Linked DNA regions of Rattus norvegicus: region 2 is linked to region 1. The links are chromatin contacts, called in public Hi-C maps. All regions are on one chromosome and are shown on one strand. The core of a region is the stretch at or near the end of the contact, and the rest is flanking DNA. Distances in the headings are between cores, read along the strand shown. Region 1 overlaps Arhgap15 (Rho GTPase activating protein 15). Region 2 overlaps Zeb2 (zinc finger E-box binding homeobox 2).

Region 1 (2,814 bases), core at 192-2,691:
TTGAAACTGTGTGGTTTATGTAAAACTTAAAATAAATAGATTTACACTTCCCTTTAGATCCAGAAATACACGAAAAGTTGCAAAGCAGCCCACAACAAAGCAATTGACAAGAAAGATAGCATCTGCTTTTCTGTCTATTCAAGCTGAAGTTTTTCATTTGGAATGCAAGCAGTGATTCCCAAGTTAACATAATTAACTCATGACGGTCCTGAAGCATCATAATGTAAGATGCGGATGGAAATTCAAAGCTGTAGAAATGTCAGTTCGTGGCATCAGGATTATCGCTTTTAAAAAAAAAAAAGTGAATGAACCATCATGCTAATTAAAACAGGTGTTTTTTTTTCTTTCTTTCTTTCAGACCCCCTTTGCATACTATGAAATTACAAGCAGGGTTATTTATTTATTAGTCTGCTGTGAAACGGGCATCTTAGGAAAAAATAAAAGGAGGTCTGTGAGAACAACAAAGCAAGAAGATGAGAAGGACACTCATTGCTTTCTGACACCATAGAGGACCAGTCGCTCAATTAGTTAGTAATTTCCATGTGACTACTTGACAGAACCTACTAATTGTTAATCTTCCACTAACTATCGCTTTACATAATTAATTATATTCAAATAAAAACAACAAAGACATGTGGGCCAGTTGCCCTTTTGAGATTTTTTTTTTCCTCCTGTAAACTGCCTCTGCTTACTGACAAGATTTCTAGGAAGAAAAGATATTAATCTCACAGGAGAACACACATTAAAAAAAAAAAAACCAATCAGCAGACTTGGTGCTTTACCTTGCTTACAAAGTAAACCCTGTCACCGTTCCACTCCAACTCCACAAAGACAAAATAACAACCCAAACAGAAAACCCCCCAAGCTACTGTCCGGTCACACAAATCCATCCTTGAAACCTTCCCTAAAGGCCCAAGTCCTTTGAGTTGAGATCTTTCATATTAATTGAGAATTGCACAAAATGCAGAGTAACCCATCCAGAGGTCAGACATCATTCATCATTAGCTGAAGTGACATTTTCAACCCTTCATTTTGCAGCTGGGGAGAAAGGAGGGGGAAAGGTATTCTTCAGAAGAAAGGAAAAAAAAAACCAAAAAAACAGGACGGAGAGCACAATTCTCGCTCTATCCACCGAGGCGAACACAAGGTGCTTCTCTGTCAGCGTGATAACGTGCTTAAAGCTGGCCATGCCATTCTTCCCTAACCCTGGAGTCACTAAGCACATGGCAGCTGCATTCCTCCACTTCTGAGTTCTGCCTGGGATCAGTGGTCACCATTTTAGATGTAAATGAAGCCCTTCAGTGGGGCGGAGAACATAGTTCTGGGAGCTGAAATGATGATTTATATCCAAATCCTGTTTTGTTGGTGAGACACTGCAACTTGTTAACAAGGCCGTCCTTGTTCTAGTGGCATCCTCCAGGCAGAAAAGAAATTCTGGGAAGCTGGGTATGGCCACGTTTGAAACTGCAAAACAGCATTCCAAGACTGCGTGGCAAATTTCCTGGCCAAGTTAGGACCTCCTCTGCCGTTCACAATAAAAGATCTCTCTCTCTCTCTCTCTCTCTCTCTCTCTCTCTCTCTCTCTCTCTCTCTCTCTCTCTCTCCCTCTCCTTTGTGGAATGCTTGCCTTTCTCTGAAACACAAAGGTCATGGCAGGAAATGAGAGCAATTAAAATGAAAAAGCAATGTGAAACTAAAGTCCAGATAGTTGGTATTTGAATGACCAATAAATTCACAGAGCTTTTGATAATGATAGATGTTTGCAAACTCCTAAGACATGTCTGGATCTCAACTTATCAGGGGTATTCGCCCTAGGAAGGAAAATGTCTTTGGCAAGGGTTCTGAGTCCAAAGATAAGTGCTATGAAATCCACCAGGGACAGAGCAGGATCTAGCTCAAAAGTAGGTCTGCCTTTGAAGTGTCCTCTCAGACCCTTTGCTACCTGAGACAGGAGAATGTTGGTGCTAACTCTCTTGCCAAATTAGAACAGTCAAGTCAAATGTACGTGAGGTAATTGTCTCTGATGTCTAGGAAAATGATTTGGCAAATTTGGCCAAAATCTCAGAAGAAAGTCATCTTACAGAGTTCATGAGAAGTAGTTACGTCCATGTAAATCATGTACATGGTAGAGTTTTTTCAAAACTGAAACCATTTAATATTCCCATGTAGAGTAACTTTTATAATGTCATTTAGCCACCACGTTTGGATAGGATTCTGTCTGTGTGGAGAGGCAGGGCACATGAAGAAAGATACGTGGTCAAGGCAGGTAAGTTCACTGGTCCTTTAGGTTTTCACATGTGGCAGAGAGGGCAGAGAGCAGTCCAAACTTTAGGCTTGACCCTGGAAAATGTGTATAGTTTTTAACTTCATCAAAGTCACATAAGATTTCCAGTATTGAAAAACTCCTTTACAAAATAGGCTAGAGGTATGGGGGCGGGGGGCAGATATCCTACAAATACATTGACCAAATATATGGCGTTCGCATGCAGTGGCCCAAGGGAAGACTGTCATAAATTGTTGGTGTCTTTTCCATTTCATTTTTAATTACTCCGACATGGTCCGGGTGCACACAGAGATCAAATGGAGGTGTTGAAGAGATAATTAGCTAGATGTTTTAAGAAATTATTTTTAACCGAGCTACTAAACAAATTGGAGCCAATACAATCATAGAGTGTAGTGAGGTAAAAGTTCAAAGAAAAATATAATCATGGACTGCACTGAGCTGGAGGATCATAGCCCCCTCATTGTCAACATCTTATTAAATAATCTGGCAAAATTCATCTTCATTTCACAAAACCATAAAATAAAGGGGGT
Region 2 (2,814 bases), core at 156-2,655, 890 kb before region 1:
GATACCAACAGCTCTTCCTCAGCAATTAGATCACACACACACACACACACACACACACACACACACACACACACAACTTTAGACATATGAGCTTTGCAAAAGAAGAGAGGACCTGTTTGTTATTGGGTAGCTGTTCCAACACCTATGTGGTATATGTCACTTATGAAAGCAGCAGGAATGGACACATTAGGAATTGTACATGGCATGTGACACGGATTCCTAATCCCCCCACCCCTTTTTCCCAGAAGATTTACAGAATTTACAAAAAGAGATTAGCTACACCTTCCACCCCTCCTATCCACCCTCCTATCCACCCCCATGACTCAAGCAATGAAGGATTTAGGCAGATTTACTTCAGTAAACACCTTTGGACACTGGGGGTGGGGGGGGTGAGAGTCTGTTTGCAAAAGGAGGCTTTTGTTAAGTGAGGTACCAGGCAGCTGTGATATTAACCTACCCAGCAATGCGGGTTAACTCTTTGAGTGCCTGGCCCTTTGCAGTCAGCACATGAAATCCTGGCTCTCACAGTTTATTATTCAGACAAGTCTTGTAGACATGAAAACTGTTCAAGCTTTTAAAACAATGTGGTTTAATTAGATGAGGTGGGCTTACATTGCTCATAAGCCCTCCAAATGGTGGTTTATAATTGGCAAGGAAAAAAAAATAGAGAAAGGGGAGTCAAGGCAGCACATTAAATATTCCAAGAAATATCTTTAGAAAAGCTATTTTCATTTCTAGCTTTTAAAATATTAGACTTCGGTCGCTAGAGGGAATGAAGCAGCTGGGGTCTCTCTCCTCACTGTGAGAGATACCAGAAGTTTATGAGGAAGAAGCAGGCTTCAACTTGAAAAGCTGCAAAGGCCAATAGGACGGTGACATTATCTTAGTCGTAGCATCCTCAGAAGGGGGAAGTCTTGCCTATCTGTCAGAGCTAGAGAGGTCATGTGAACCGCAGAGTCAGGCCCTCAGGCACCCGCCCCGTTACCAGCTTGAGACTTTCCAAAGCAAGCAGAGAGGTTTTTATGAGGAAGGAGTTAATGGTTATTTTTTGTTGGGCACAAGAATAACTTTACAGGTGTTGCATTTGGGCTTAAATAAGATCGCCTTTTTTAGTTTCAAAGGGAGTGTAGGTGTCAACGTTCGAGCAGCCATAAATGTGTGAGAAAGTAAAGGGTATGAGACATGACAGAATTAAAGGTGTTTGCTATGTTGTTACACCGTGTGTCAGGCTGCAAGCTCCCTTTGTCACAGCCTCCTGGTGATTTGACAGCGCAGATCTACTTCCCTTCTAGGTGAGACAGCATTTTTAAACTGGAGTTATAAATACGGTACACCCTTTGGGTTGCACCCTGTGTCCTAGATCCATGAATCCTATTTGAAATATCTTGCCCTAAGACACAATGAACAAACACCCATACACAAGGGGGCTGTGGGCTAGGGCCTGCACGGTGCCAGCGTCACAGTAGCTGGCTTTGACTGTTGTTTGGCAAGAAGATCCTCTGCCAAATCATCCAATAATTAAGTTTTATGTTATTTGTATGAACGACCAAGCATGCAGTATTCCTTTTCAAAGCAAAAGGAGGCTTACAATTACTTTTTGAACACTTTCAGAGCATGGTCAGGTCACAGTTTGGGGGCTGAATTAAAATGATCTCATTCATGATCTAATTGAGGCTGGCACAACCTTACAGCAGAAGCAGGACTACATAAATATAAATCAAAGACCAAAATTTAGCAAATCATATCATTTGCTAGAAATCTGCTCATGAATTATTCTCCAATTGCCAACCCAGAAGTTAAACTTTGTCTCTTCTGAGCAACAGTAACTGTAGGTTTTTTTGGGGTTTTTTTGTTTTGTTTTGTTTTGTTTTGTTTTTTTGTTTTTTGTTTTTTGTTTTTTTTTTTTTTTAAGGCTTCTGACAGGAAAGTTACAGGAGCTGAATAGAGAAAGGAGAAGGAAGATGACCCATGTTTCCTCAGATAACCGTGTGTTTGTGACCCAAGAAAGTATGAGAGCCGATAAAGACATGCCCAGTAACAGTTGGGCACCACAGACTTGCTTAGACATTAGCATGGGGCTTCAGAAGCCTGCCTCAGAGAAGCAAGTGCTCTGACACGCAGGGTAGGGAGGAGAAAGCATGTCCAACGGGACCTGACTGAAACTTTGCTTTCATTTTTCGTCTGAGGGACAGAATCATCAGAATGATTCACCAGTGCTCGAAATTATTTCTCTGGCGGAGCCAAGTTGAAACACTGAGGCTTGAAGCTGTCATTTTGGTGACATAGATGAGATGGGACTATTACGCTACATACTCAAGTTGTAGCTCCTATTTTAACTACAAAGTCATGACTCAGATAGCTTCCCAATCAGTAGGTCAAAGAATACATCCTACCGTAACTACCACTTGGGGGGGGTTCTCCTTCATTTTTGTATATCTGGGCATCATTTTAGTTTTGTCCCCCCACATTCTAACGTAAACTCGGAGAGGTTGGAGATTTTTAACTTGAATATTTCGAAGTTAAAATTTTGCATCTCGTCTGTATGAGGGTAATTTCTTCTATCGAACAGTGAATACAGAATTGGTCGGTGTACCCATCTTAACTTAAAGGAAGGTATGGCTTTGAATCTCCAGTAAAATGATTTCTTTCTTTTGAGAATAATTAATTATCCATAATGATTTGCCATAACAGGACACACCCACACAAACAGCAGCAGCAGCTACAGTGCTTACATGAAGGTGCTTCTAGGTGTTCTCTGCAGACTATTTCATGGTTCTTAACTAATCCTAGAGAAGAAGAAAAAGTGTTTCTGAC

What was found. A called contact is a pair of places that touch in the nucleus more often than the background predicts.
Region 2: a contact with region 1 is called in a Hi-C map of Schwann cells, with 10 times the contacts expected there. The contact joins two enhancer-like sites. A contact is called at or near these places in 1 of 12 Hi-C or Micro-C datasets (Schwann cells) and 1 of 1 datasets of contacts at active chromatin or transcription factors (oligodendrocytes).

The regions. Positions count from the first base shown.
Region 1 is chr3:48,849,993-48,852,806 of GRCr8, reverse strand. All of the region lies in intron 11 of Arhgap15 (Rho GTPase activating protein 15), which reads right to left. Among named protein-coding and RNA genes, the nearest start is that of Arhgap15, 450 kb to the right of the region's middle. Within about 2 kb of position 1,441, at least 17 of the 93 cell types and tissues checked have an H3K27ac peak or open chromatin away from gene starts, as enhancers often do. A contact at or near this core is called in Schwann cells, where this site is marked.
Region 2 is chr3:49,740,807-49,743,620 of GRCr8, reverse strand. All of the region lies in intron 2 of Zeb2 (zinc finger E-box binding homeobox 2), which reads left to right. Among named protein-coding and RNA genes, the nearest start is that of Zeb2-as1, 10 kb to the left of the region's middle. Within about 2 kb of position 1,405, at least 36 of the 93 cell types and tissues checked have an H3K27ac peak or open chromatin away from gene starts, as enhancers often do. A contact at or near this core is called in Schwann cells, where this site is marked.